Linked DNA regions of Mus musculus: region 1 is linked to region 2. The links are chromatin contacts, called in public HiChIP or PLAC-seq maps. All regions are on one chromosome and are shown on one strand. The core of a region is the stretch at or near the end of the contact, and the rest is flanking DNA. Distances in the headings are between cores, read along the strand shown.

Region 1 (7,420 bases), core at 3,249-5,748, 140 kb after region 2:
TTGTTGTTTGAAGGTTACATTGTTTAAGTTCAATGGAATTGGAAGGCATGAATCTTGTTCTTAGGTCTTGACTCTGTCCCTAAGTAGGTGAGACAACTTGGGTGTGTTTAAATGTTCTCCATCTACAACATGAAGGAATGGGAAAAACTGACATTAGGTCTGACCTCACTCCAAATTGTAGAATTCTGTTACCCATAAAAATATGGTGACATAAATTAATGGTTGACTCACTTGAAGACTATAGAGATGCATATTCCTATAACAATCACTGTTTCATTTGTTTCTAAAAATTTTATCTTTATGTGTATGGGTGTTTTGCCTGTATGTATATCTGTGGACTGCACACATGCATACATGTGGAGGTTAAAAGAAGTCGTTGGTCCCTGGAACTGGAACTAAAGATAGTTATGAGCTGCTGTGCTGGGAACCAAACCTGAGTCCTCTGAAAGAGGGACACGTGCTTCTCACTGCTAAGCCATCTCTCCAGCTCCTCACTATAGCATTTTCAACAATTATATTGCAGTGATCAATTCTTTTGAGTCCATGGTCCATAAATGTGAAGGGATACCCTTTCTTAATCTCCAAATTCATATTTTATATTCAAGTCCTATCTCTATTTGGCACAATCGGAAAACATTTGTTCTTGTCTTCAACATTCATTACATTTTCCAAAATCATTTGTTTAGACACTAATTTCAATCTGCATACACTGTATTTCTGTTCAGAATTATAACAATTCAGTTGTCAGTGAGAATTATTTGCTTTGCCAATATCAAAGCTGCAAATAATGGGATGTGTCGTTTTAAAAACATTACCTGAGATATTTCTCAAGGTGGAGAAACATCAGGGAAAATCAGTTACAAATTGAGTATTTTCTTCCCAGCAAATGATACAATCTGTAGACATTTATAGGAAAACAGTAGCATTGGTATTCAAGCTGTAGAAGTAATTAATGTATTCATCACAATGAAAGGCACCAAGGGGAAAATTGATCGTATTTTATTGAAAATGTGAATACATTAGCAGATAATGTTCACTTGACATCCATCAAAAAGTCCTTAACATGAACTTGTAGGGAGAATTGATTATTATACTAACATTAACATTTCCAATGTTAGGGCATTACTTACTAAATAAAATATATGATGTCATCCTTGAGACAGAAATCCTAAAAGTAGCCTTCAGAGCAAAGTTCTAGCATCTAAACAAAGTAGCGTGTGTGTGTGTGTGTGTGTGTGTGTGTGTGTGTGTGTGTGTGTGTTACTGGGGAAAGATACTTCAGAAGCACAGGGAGTACTGGGCTGGTGAGGTGTCTCAGCAAATAAAGACATTTGATGCAGAACCCTTGGCAACCTGAGGCTAATCCTCAGAATGCACTAAACGGTGGAAGAGAGAACACACTTTGCAGAGTTAACCTCTGACTTCTGGTCATACTCCGTGGCATGTTTACATGTGTGACACAGCATGTATCCACATGCATACTAATTTTGTTTTCAAAATTAAAAAGGGGTATAGTAAGACACCATTGAATTAACATTTTTCTAGAGTTGGCCAGCTACTGCATATATTGAGACCATACTGTTGGTGTTATTAATCATTCTATGTCTAATATCCCTGGTTCTTTCAATGTGCTGTGACTTCTTATTCTTAGGGTTTAAGTTTTCAACAAGTGCTGCAAGGCCCAACATGAGCTATTCCTGGTTCCTGTCAGCTTCACTTGTCGTTCTCCTCCTGATTCATGTTTCTGGCACCACACTGCAAGGCTGGACAGGGTAGAGCCTATTCTAGGCCTCTCTATATTCCCCTGTTCTAGGGCTTCTCTATATCCTGTGATGCTCTATAGTCAGCCCTTGGGGTAAAGTACTAATTCATCCCAGATCTGAGCTAAAACAATGAGTTCTTCAGGAACTATGTCCCAGAGCTCCAGCCCTGGCCTCCCTAATGTTTCCCATGTTGGAGTCACATAACTACTTCTGTAACTAGTTGCTTCTGTCAGCATCTAAGCGTTTTGAGTTGGGTATCTGGCTGGTTAGCTCTCTGAACTCAGAGCATAATAAGGCCCACAGTAATCTTCAAGGAATATGTGCTGAAGCTATGACTGTTTGGTGGTTGGACACTGTTGTTGGTGTTATTGTTATTGTCGCTGATGTTCAATTACATTTTTTTCTCTCTTTAGCTGGGAAGTCATCAATTCCAAGCCAGATGAAAGAGCCAGACTGAGCCAGTGCATTGCAGAATCATGGATGAATTTCAGCATGTTTCTTCAAGAAATGTCTCTTTTTAAACAGCAGAGTCCTGGCAAGGCAAGTTTTTAAATACTCAATGTAACTTGGGAACAAATGAGGTGACCTGTTTTAGCTGGGAAAGACTCTCTAGATTGAACATACTAGACGTGGCTCAGACATGGTCACATGTGAAACTCTTAAGTATTTGTATATTATAGAGATTTACTTAGCCCACTACTTAGAAGGAATTGAGATGGGGTTTTGCCGTATTGAAAACCAACAGGAAATGAAAAGGGGTGTTGTTATTAAGAACTTAGTTTATCATCTGTGACCTGGTTCTGAAATGAAAGGCAGTCGAGGTAAACCGTCCTTATAGGGGTTAGGGGCAACTGAGTCTCACTTGTAGTCTAAAAATGTAGTTGAGATTCTGTTTTGGTTTATTGTAAGGACACTTGCTGAGTGTGGCACTCACAGTGATCCCAACACTTGGGTAGGTAGGAGGATCATGAATTCTCATGAGCTTTGGCTACACAGCAAGCCCCCCCATCCTGGAATAACAACACAGAAACCAAACGAGCTTTGACAAGAACATTCACTGTGGTCAGGCAACTGGAATAAGTGTGATTTTTTTTTTGTTTATTTGGTTTATTTTATTTTATTTTGTTTTGTGATTAAGACAAAATCCCACTCAGGGAAGATTCTCAAGCGATAAGAGGGAGTGCATGGAGAAATGCATACTTGAAGACTGTGATCAGGGCTTCACTTAAGTGAGGGACAGGGCCATCAACAGGCAACGATGGTTCTAGCACTGTTCACCAGTAGTTGGAAAGTAGAGTTAGAGATACCAGCATTAAGATCCCCTCCTTGTGCTATGAACAGGCAGTCTCATAACCTCACCCGTATTAATAGAACAGCGCCCGGAACATTTCGTATTGAATTGGAGGTGCTGTATTTTAAAGGATTTCTTTAACCACAGTCAGTTTTAGAATTGATACACAAGTGAGGCTCGACGATTTTAGTGCTTATTTGACCAACACGACATGATCATATATATAGTGTTGGAAGAGTCTCAACTCACAATGTCTCCCATGCATTACATTAATGTGCCTTAGTCCTTTTAACTAATGTCCAATTAGTTAAAGGTTATGATGCTACAGAACATAGGAGATTACAAATCCCTTTGCACAGCAGATTTCTGGGTGTACTCATGCCTGTGTTGACTTATTTCTTCTTTCAACTTCTGTGACATTTCTTCTGAAACTCCTAATCCTTTCAAGGCTCTTCGTTTTGTTCCACAAGTTCATCTGAACTCTATTAACCACATGGAATGAAATGCCAGTTAACCTGAAGTTTAGAGCCCTTGTTCTTTTTCTTAAGCAGGTTTTGGCCAGAGATGCGCATCTCTTACTATTTTTGAGAGCCCCTTAGTGAATATGCTTGGCAGTTTAATTCAGCACCTCCATGTAAAACTAATGCATAGAAAATTAGGTGCCTCATGAGCAGAGTTCAGGAAACAAGTGAAGACTGAAGGAGAAACCTCTCTAGACTGATGCTTCCCATGTGACCTAGGACAGTTTGCTAAGACTGTTTTAAATTTTTTTTCTTTTTTTCATTAGATTTTTTTATTTCCATTTCAAATGCTATCCTGAAAGTTCCCTATAACCCCCCCCCGCTCCCCTACCCACCCACTCCCACTTTTTGACCCTGGCATTCCCCTGTACTGGGCCATATAAAGTTGGCAAGACCAAGGGACCTCGCTTCCCGATGGCCGACTAGGCCATCTTCTGCTACATATGCAGCTAGAGACACGACCAAAGATTTTGCTCTTGCTCTGTAATTGACAGAGAGGAGAAAAACAGAATTCACTGTAAAAGTCTCCTTACATTTGGTTTAGTTTTGGGGTAACCCAGATGTGTGTGGGTACAGTTAGGGAGGATTGTGATGTTTACAGGTTTATGCCCAAGGTTTACCAGCAGGAGATGACATCAGATTCCTACAGGCACTCTTACAACAGGCGTGGCTGGCTCTGCCTCTGGATTTCCACGGTTTTATGGTAGTAGTTTGATTACTTATCAGGCTGAGTAAAAGTCACTCCTGGGGACATGTTACTATTTGAGTCTCCTGCACCTGGCAGTAGTACATCAACAGGCCTGCGTAAAGGAACTTGTCATTCCTGAATTAGCTCCTCTGTGTGCAAATTGATAATTCTGAAGTGTTCAAATGCTTCCTTGGGGTTCCTAAGTATGACCAGTGCTGCTGAAGAAACACGTGGCTTGCATAATACAGGATACACATCATGCCTCTTCTACTGTGCCTTGCTGTTGTGGATAACTGTCCCATGCTATTTCTGTTACTTCTAGTTTTGCCTCCTGGTCTGCAGTGTGTGCACATTTTTTACAATCTTGGGAAGTTACATTCCTGGGGTCATACTCAGCTACCTTCTGTGTAAGTATAGTAAAAACGATTGACTAATTTGTGTGGCCCGAATGGCTTCCTTAGTGCTTATCAGATCCTCTGTTTAGTTTGGAAGGGTAAAGGGAAGCTCTGAATGATCAAATAAGTCTCATGGCAATGACATTTCTCCTGTCCCCTAGAGACAGTTATATTTAAACATCTGGAAGCACAGATGCAAAATGCAGGATCATAAAAAAAAATGTTAAGTTCTACATTGAATATTTAACTGAGCACTATGCCCCACTCTGCACAAATACACTTACACTCTTGCCTTTGTGCATGTTTTGTGAAACCAAAGGTAAAAATCACAATGAGATATCACTGTATCTGTGCCAGAAAGGCCTAAATTAAGAACATCACATCAAACAGAGTACTGATATAGAGCAGCCCTCATTCTCAGGGGTAGGTAGGTAGAATGGTGCCATCAGAAAACTGCACGTCTGTGTCTATTGTATAGCTGGCTGTCTCACAATTCGATATTTACCCAAGAGAAACAGTTGGATACATCTCTGCAAATAGTTATACACAAATGTTCATGGCAGGTTTGGTTTTAGTAGCACAAAGGGATACAATTCATATGAGCCTTACAGAGACAGATAAACTGCGCTATATCCATATAATGGATTATTACCCAGCACTAAAAATTGATGCATGCAGTACTATAGATAAATTCCAAAGTAATTAGGCTGAATGGGAAAAGCCACAGCTTGTACTATATAGTTCTATTTATATATAATTCCAGAATAGTCAAAAAGTAGATCAGTGGTTGCCAAGGATGAGTTGGGTGTGGTCAGGGAGAGGCAAGAGGCAAAAAGGATTAATACCGACATGAGGCAACTTGCTAGCCGTAAACTGTTTACTGTTATGATTGTACCAAGAATTCTTGTTGATTACATGTCACAACTTATCAAGTTGTAACATTACATGTAATTTGTTATATGTGAATTATAACTCTAAAAAGATCTTCACATTATATATTCTACTTTTCCTAAAATATACGAAGATCTGGCTGTTAGCTCTCAGCAGGGCAATATCTCTGCTAACCCCCATTTCCATTTTTACATTGGCTTTTGAGTTTTACATGTACTCCACTGGGCTTTAAATATGACTAAAAGAGGACATTACCCATCAACAACCAAACATCAAACACTGAATGCACAGTACAGCCAGCGTGGCTCTCTTCCCTTCTTCTGTATTCCTGATGCACAGTACACCTGGCAAATGGTTGAAGCTCCATCCGGTCTTCCAAACAGAACTTACAGTAGTTACTGGATCCACATTATGTAGAAAATAAGTGAGAAAAGTGCTGGCAAAGGAGTTAGGAGCAAGGTATTCTCCATCTTGTTTGTGCCGAGCTTAACTGCATGGCCAGCTAGAGCAACCCCACAAAACACCATCCCAGTATCATTGACAAGAAGTTAATAAGATGCAATCATGTTCTCATGATAAACAGCAATGTTAAACAGAAGTAAGATTTTAGCCGGGGACAGTGGTTATAGGTTTTTATGGTGTGTGTGTGTGCGTGTGTGTGTGGTAAAGTATGTTTTTACCACAGAGTAAGAATAAAAATTAGGAGTGTACTTGATGAAGGGATAAACGAAACATTATCTTGTAAAATACTAAAATGTAAGCATTCAGAACGAACACTTTACCTGTATTATTTTCTTCTTTATTTTTCAGTACTGTTTGCTTTTTTGTGTCCACTGTTTAAATGTAATGATATTGGACAAAAAATATACAGCAAAGTCAAGTCCATTCTATTAAAACTAGATTTTGGAATTGGAGAATATATTAACCAGAAGAAACGTGAGAGATCTGGTAGGTCTAGTTTGATTATTAGTTCTGTGTGTAGAAATTGTTTTCTACCTGTGTAATCTGAGTAGTCTTTCCTTATTCTGGCTTATATTCTTTTCTCAAATGTGCAGTTAAGTAGATTGACTTTTAAAATACACATGGTGCATGTTTCTAAATGGGGCATGGCTATAATCACCCTACCCTGGCAAGGAACAGAGGGAATGGAAAGATGGCAGTCCTGAAGTCACTCCCAGAGAGGTGACCCGCACAAGAAGCACATGAGACTGCCTGTCACCATGCATCCTGGAGGTGGGCAGGGCTCTTGAGCTCCCACTGCTCCCTGAAGAGTTAGCAGGGGCTGCCGGGAGGGGACTCACTGCCTTCACTGATGTAGCACTGACACGCTGCCCATGCTTCAGATAAGATGCCACTCATGGTCACCCAGTCAACCCCATTTAAACTCAGGGGCACACACAGTGAAGATGAGAGAGCGGGAGAGCTGCTGGAAAGAAGAGCATCACCAGGAGGACAGGGGCAACAGAGAGGTGAAGGACCAAGATTGATCACACACACACACACACACACACACACACACACACACACACACACACACAAGACTGTCAAAGAGCAGAAATGTAAATACGTCACAAAACACACAGATGGGCAGGGAAAGGAGAGAGGGCTTCAGCAACTCTCTTTGTTATGCATGGGGTGCTTTATCTTATTTGGGTTGGGTTATTGAAAACTTCAGAAGTATGGATAAGTGTGGGAGCCATGTAAGAGGGGACTGAAATAACAAGGGGGAGAAAAGGGGAGTTTTAGTGTGATTAAGGAAACTGATATATACAATAAATCACATATAAAATATATATATATATGAATATAATATACATACATGTACATACATACATACATACATACATTTGACTTTACAGTTTCTCAGGCTA
Region 2 (6,781 bases), core at 2,161-4,660:
TCTCCTTCCTCTTATTTTGTGTAGGTCAGCTTTGGAGGATAAAAGAGGTCATGGAACCAAGAAGCTAGGAGACTGGATGGATTATTCATGAGAGGAAACACTCTATGGCAGCTACAGATAAAGGCAGTACCCACGTCTCCATTCTGTCGCTGGGAGAGAAACACTGATCAACAGCAGCCAAAGCAAAAGAAGCAGACATGGCCACAGCTTCAGGTCAACGTTTGTTTATGGTGGCATAAACACTTCCCTAACTTTGGGATAGTCAACATAGACAAAGAAAGGGAGGTGACAGGCCCATGGCTTCAAGTAAACAAGTTCAGAACCAGCCTTGAGTATATCTGACCAGCCTGGATCAGTCAGCTGGAAGGGTGACCCTGCTGGCAAGAGAAAACGGCCACCACTTTTGTCTCAGGTCGACAAGGTAAGGAAGAAGTCTGAAGTTCTTATCTGCCCGTGGTACCTTTCCCTATCTGTCTACCTGTCTAGCATGTGTGTAGCTCTTAGTCCCCTCAGCACCAAACATAAAGCAGAGAAAGTCAACTGGAAGTGGAGCAACACCATGAACTCTCAAAGCCTGCCCCCCCATGACGTACTTCCTCTCCGTGAACTCTCAAAGCCTGCCCCTTAATGACGTACTTCCTCTCCGTGAACTCTCAAAGCCTGCCCCCCCATGACGTACTTCCTCTCCGTGAACTCTCAAAGCCTGCCCCTTAATGACGTACTTCCTCTCCGTGAACTCTCAAAGCCTGCCCCCTAATGACGTACTTCCTCTCCGTGAACTCTCAAAGCCTGCCCCCTAATGACGTACTTCTTCTAGCAAGGCCGCCACTCCTAAAGATTTCGTAGCCTCCTCCAGAAGGTACTACCACCTGAGGACCAAGAATTCATTACGTGAATCTATTGGATTGGAGATACTTCTCATTTAAGCCACTGCCCTCCCTAAACTCCTGTCGATCAGGGTTTCTATCCCAGAGACAGAACAGAAGCTTGGGTTAACTGCCTTTATCTGTAGCTCTGCCACAGAGCGTTTCCTCTCGAGAATAATCCATCCAGTCGCCTGGCTTCTTGGCTCCATGACCTCTTTCGTCCTCCAAACTCAAGTCTCTGTTCCCAAATCGCTCCATCCTCATCTCTTCCAAACTCATTCATCCCAACGATACTTTTTCAATCATTACTCCAACCCCCACCCTACCTCTGGATGAGTGACGTCACTGCCTTCTTCAATGTCCATTGCCGTCTCCACTCTCAGTTCAGAATCGCAATAACTTTCCTTTTTATATACTTCCAACTCCCACTTTGTGCCTACCTCCCCCTGCATTGAGTAATTCTACCCACGATCCACCCATCTCTCCAAGTTCATATGTAATGGTTAATTTCATGAGTCAGCTTCACTGAGCTCCAGGAGGCACAGACAGCTGACTAAACACAAGTTTTGGATGTATCTAGGAGGGAGTTTCCGGAGGAGATCAACACTTGAATTGGTGGCTAAGCAGAGCTTATGATTCTCCTCAGTATCCCTACACCCGCCAGTCTGCAGAGTACTTGCAAGAGCCAAAGGCAGAGAAAAATTGACGTTACTCTGGTCGCTTTGTCTGCCTAAGCAGGATCATTGGTATGCCGTGAGAGCTTTTGACTCTCAGGTATTGAAACCTCGCTGGTGTACGGATCACTGCTCTCTGGACCTCAGACCTTTGACCAGTACTGTTGGCTTTCCAGAGGGGACAGCTCAGAGACAACAGCCTGTGGGGTTTCTTGGTTTTCATAACTCTATGAAGCAATGCATATATGTCTAGGCACATACATGTACAGAGTACCTACTTGTTTTGTTTGTTTGGGCAGCACTAATACTCTGTAGTTGAACAGTTGAAGGCTGATGGAGAAACAGTGATTCACTTTCCTTTTTCCTTCCTTCCCTTTTTCTTTTTCTCTTTCTTTCTCTCCTTCCTTCCTCCCTCCCTCCCCTCTTCTCCATCTTCCTTCTTCTTTCTTTCTCTCTCTCCCTCCCTCCCTCTCTCTCTCCCTCCCTCCCTCTCTCTCCCTCTCTCTCTCTCTCTCTCTCTCTCTCTCTCTCTCTTTCTTTCTTCCTTTCTTTCTCCCTTTCTCAGGATCAGTGTCTGCCTATGAAGCCCAGACTGTCTTTGAAATTACAGCACGCTTGTCTCAGTGTCCACAGTGCTAAGATTGCAGTCCTGAGCTCCCACACAGTAGATAGGGCTGCGCTGTGGGATCCAGGCTGGCCTCAAATTCCTTGGTTTGAGCTATCCTCCTACCCAAGCCCCCCATGAAGTTGGGCCTATGGGTGCATGTGTACCACACAGGCTCCGACCCTCGCTTCAGGTGTATGGCCACGGTCTGCAGAAACTCAACAGTACCCCCACCACATTCATCTCTCAGGAACCCCTAGCCATTCAGCTCTTGTGGTACCCTGACACCCCTAATCCCTATTTCAATAGTCTTGTTTAAATTTTTGTACTCAGTCCGTACTTACTTCAGCATGAAGACGCAAGACTCATCAGGCGCTCTTTGCCTTTCTGTCACAGATCCCAGCTTCCCAGTCCTGGGTCTTTAGTGTTATTTAGAAGTGACGTTCCCTCCCTTCAGCATATGGGCTTTCTATCTAGTTTGCTTCCTTCCACCTCTGCTTGGCTGAGTACGATGTATGTGAGGCACAGTACACTTAAGAAAGAATGCTTGCTATTCTCTCCCGGATTCTCACATTCCTTCAGATGTCAGCCTGTATCCTTGATGCCATGCTAGTCTCCTCATTGGTGACCTAAACAGCCTTTTAAAGATGAAAGTCACATCGAATCACTTGCAGAAAACCCATCTGCTGGAAGAGGTGTGCCCTCAAATGACTCCTCTGATGAACATTAGTACTGCAGTGTTTAGAGGCATGACTTTGGAGAAAGCAGCTCCTGAGGGCTGGAACTCATCAATGGAATCGTCTGTGGATGGATTAGTAATTTATAGGTATAACTGGGAAGTGGTGGGAATCTGGGGGTGGGATTGAGTTGGAGGAAAGTAGAGTGTGCTCTTAAAGACATACACAATGCAACGGGGCCCTCCCTGCTACTCTTCCTTCTTGACCACCACGAGGTGAGCAGCTTTGCAGTATACACCCTCACAATGCTGTGCTGGCTCAGAAACAGTGGTTCTAACTGACTTCAGACTGAAACCTTCGAAACTGTGAGTAAAATATAGCTAACCCGCCCGCCCTGCAGTTGACCTTCTCAGGGATTTGTCATGCCAATGGAACACTGGCAAGCATGTCACCACTGTTTCACAAGTGCTTGTTTGCCATGTGAGCGTTCTCTCCATGTGAGCGTTCTCTTCCACTAGCTCTGTGGGCTCATTGCTATCATTTCTCCGCCTCCTGCCCTTGACCTCTCTGTTCAGCTGCTGCGATGTTCCTGTGGTTTCTTGAGTAGTTATTTGCAAGACAGTCTAAGCTTTGAGACTCCCACACTTCCCCTTTGCTCTGTCTGACATGGCCTGGCTTCCTGAATGTCACGTGACTGTGTTGCTTTCCATCTCTCGACTCAAAACATCACTTCCCTGACCACCCCTACCTCTCTTTCAACGAGCTGTCCGGATCTGCTGCCCGCTGTTCTCCTTCATTGCACTTAATACGTATTAGAATGTTAACACACCCTGAGGAATTCCAGGCTTTTGTATTGTCCACCTATGCTTGCTTATCTCTGTGATTTGCTTATTGGAAGACATAAATGAAGCCACCTAGCTTCTGCCACTTAGTGCCTTGGCACTAACATACCCAGGAACACCACATGGATTCTAGAATCGACTCAATAGCAAGAGGTCTTCTGGGCGCTTGTCCTAGTGGACCTGGCTAGCTGAAATGCACCATCTCCAAAACTCAAGCCTCTCTCTCTCTCTCTCTCTCTCTCTCTCTCTCTCTCTCTCTCTCTCTCTCGTTTGTCTTTCCTCTCTACTCCATGTCTTGGTAAGGACAACAAATCTCATGATCATTAGTTTCTTCCTAAACTCACATTTGTTTTTATTTATACACGTCTGTGTGTGCTTGTGCGTGTGGCAAAGTGTAGGTGTGGGAGTCAGAGGACAAGCTGTCAGAGCTGGTTTTCTTCTTCTATGGTGCGGGCCTTGGAGAATCAAACTCAAGTTTTTCACAGCAATACAAACCTAACTGGGACACTGTATGTGTAAGCATCCTATGTTCAAGCAGGAACTAACTAGTTGTCAGTTCTTAAGAATGCCATGCTCACTTGATGTTGCATGTTCTGGGTTCTGGTCCCTTTACTTGGGATGCCTACCCATTTGTCTGGAAAACTTGATATTCTTTGTCTTAGGATTCTCTAGGTGAACAGATGCAGACCTTATAGAGTGAATATGTGTGTGTGTGTGTGTGTGTGTGTGTGTATACATACATATTCATGTATATGTGTATATACATTATATACAGAATTAATTATTATATATGGGACATATCATTCATATATATGTATATATGGGACTTGTTAGAATGGCTTATATATTGTAGTTCAACTAGTTCAATAATGGTTATCTACCAATGAAAGTTCTGAGAATCCAGTAGTTGTTCAGTCCACAAGGCCAGACATCTCAGCTGGTCTTCAGTATACACCAGAATCCTGAAGAAGTAGCCTCCAATGCCAGGAAAGGAATGGACTTGCCAGACAGAGGGAGAGAGAGCAGGCAAAGAGTAAGCTTCCTTCTTCCATGTTCTTCAGAAAGTGTGGCCCACATTAAAGGTGGATTTTTCCCACCTCAAAAGATCCAGATTAAAACTTGGTCTTCCCACTTCAAATTATTTAACTAAGAAAAACGTCTCTCCCAAGTATATCCAGCTGCTTGGGTTTTTGTTAATTCTGGAAGCAGTCAGGTTGACAACCAAGAATAGCCATCACACTCTTGAAACCCTGGCTCAGAAGCCTTCTTTGTTGCAAACACTTGGTTCTAATTTTGGAAACGGCAAAGGTCTTTTCACCAACCTCATGTAATTTATTGAAGTTAGTATGCTCCTCTGTATTTAGACCAGGGTCCCTGATGGCCCTTATACTTACCAGTAGAATTTCTCCTCCTATCGCCCCCTTGGCTGCTATTAGCTGCTCTAAAAGTGTTGGCTCCCTCTTTCCATGTTTGATTCTGTACCCATCAATGGCAAGGTATTTATTCACCTCTGTTCCTTCCCTTCCATGGTCTTAGGGACAGATGAAGCTCAATTAAAACAAACAAACACAGACAAACAAACAAACAAAAACACTAAGGAATTTACGTACAGAACTCTGCTTCTTGGAGAAGATAAACATTTCATCTCTTCCTGTCTCCAGAAAAGCCAGTGTTACCCTGCTAAGTGGTGTCACAAGGATCTTAAGCAACAGTTCACAAGTAGGAAAAATTGCTGTCACCTATGAGGCACTGCTTTGGGGAACAGGAAGTAAAAGGAAATGACCTAATTCTTATTTTAGAGCTACTCTATTTCCTATTTTCTCTGTCTTCTGAAAAGCACTTTTTTTCCCAGTTGTTTTGAGGCGTTTCAAAGCCACATTAACTTAGACAATTCTAGACTTACACAATGAACCCCTGGATACACTCATGCTCACACACACACACACACACACACACACACACACACACCAACACCTTTCCAACACCAGCCTTCTCATTCCCTTCCACCCACATACACACGCTTCCCATCTCCCTTGGCTGACAGCAGGCAGCTATCCTCACAATGTTTGATCCCTGCCTGCATCTTGCGTAACTAAAGAGAAATGTTGTTTTCCAGCAGGTTAGAATCACTAGTACTGAAGAGCATTAATGTTAATTCAACAAAGTCATCTAGCGTACTCTCTGCACTCCGATTTCTCCAACTGTCCTCTGAATACCCTTAGACTGCACCTATTGTCTTCACTGAGAATCCAATCAAATTTCTCACGATGATCTGGCTTTTCTCTCTCCCCATATACGTTGCCAACATTATCACTGGGCTCTGAAAACCCAGCCCAGGTAACCTGCAAAGTGCCCATTCCCTGGATTCTTTGATGTTCTGGTTTGCTTTCTGGTGCTATGGTGAGACACGGAACAAAACAGCTTGGTGGGCGGGAAGGCTTTCTGTTGGCCCATACTTCCAAGTCATATTCCATCATTGTGGGGACTCAGGCAGGAACTCAAGCAGACACCTGGAGACAGTAATTGCAGTGGGGACTATGGAGAAATGCTGCTGACTGCCTTTCTCCTAGGTTCATGTTCAGATGTCTTTCCTATGCAGCCCAGGCCAACAGCCCAGGACGGCACTGCCCAGGAGTGGGCCGGGCCCTCTTTCATCAACTAGCAAAGAAGAAAATGTCTCAAGACATGGCCACAGAGAAGTCTCGTGGAAGCAGTTCCTCACTGAAGTTCCCTTGTCCCAGGTGTCTCTAACTTGTGTCAAGTTAGCAAAAACCTAACTAGCACATTCTCATCTGTTATGTCCAAGTGAGATGTAGATGAAACCTTTCCAGGATATTTTGTCTCGGAGTGCCCTTCTCTGGCATCTTCAGATCCGGAACTTAAGAGTCAGATTGTCCCACTACAGCTGGTGCCAGCATGACAGGATGTAGACATGGCAGGTCCGGTCAGATTTCCTCAATGTAAAGGCCACGTGGGTTGCCTTTGAAATTAACATGTAACTTGTGAGGTCATGGGAGTAACTGCTTTCTCTCTAGACTTCTCTTCAGTGGGTTATGTGATTCATTGGTTATCACTGTCTAAATAAATTATTACATAGAGAATTACAAGCTGGCATAAA

The links. HiChIP or PLAC-seq counts read pairs in DNA pulled down with a chosen protein or histone mark.
Region 1: a contact with region 2 is called in an H3K4me3 HiChIP or PLAC-seq map of bone marrow-derived macrophages, with 3 times the contacts expected there. The contact joins two enhancer-like sites. A contact is called at or near these places in 2 of 39 promoter capture datasets (embryonic stem cells and hematopoietic stem and progenitor cells), 2 of 15 datasets of contacts at CTCF or cohesin (CD8 T cells and the NIH/3T3 cell line), 33 of 484 Hi-C or Micro-C datasets (the CH12 cell line, the Patski cell line, Th2 cells and 17 more), 13 of 115 datasets of contacts at active chromatin or transcription factors (the HPC-7 cell line, bone marrow-derived dendritic cells, bone marrow-derived macrophages and 8 more) and 1 of 9 other capture datasets (embryonic tail).

Annotation. Positions count from the first base shown.
Region 1 is chr15:25,962,048-25,969,467 of GRCm38.p6, forward strand. It overlaps Retreg1 (reticulophagy regulator 1), which reads left to right. Exons shown (of 9, transcript NM_001034851.2): 4 at 2,177-2,303; 5 at 4,586-4,670; 6 at 6,360-6,497. Among named protein-coding and RNA genes, the nearest start is that of Mir7212, 18 kb to the left of the region's middle. Within about 2 kb of position 4,499, at least 23 of the 459 cell types and tissues checked have an H3K27ac peak or open chromatin away from gene starts, as enhancers often do. A contact at or near this core is called in bone marrow-derived macrophages, where this site is marked.
Region 2 is chr15:25,825,216-25,831,996 of GRCm38.p6, forward strand. No RefSeq gene overlaps it. Among named protein-coding and RNA genes, the nearest start is that of Retreg1, 15 kb to the right of the region's middle. Within about 2 kb of position 3,411, at least 103 of the 459 cell types and tissues checked have an H3K27ac peak or open chromatin away from gene starts, as enhancers often do. A contact at or near this core is called in bone marrow-derived macrophages, where this site is marked.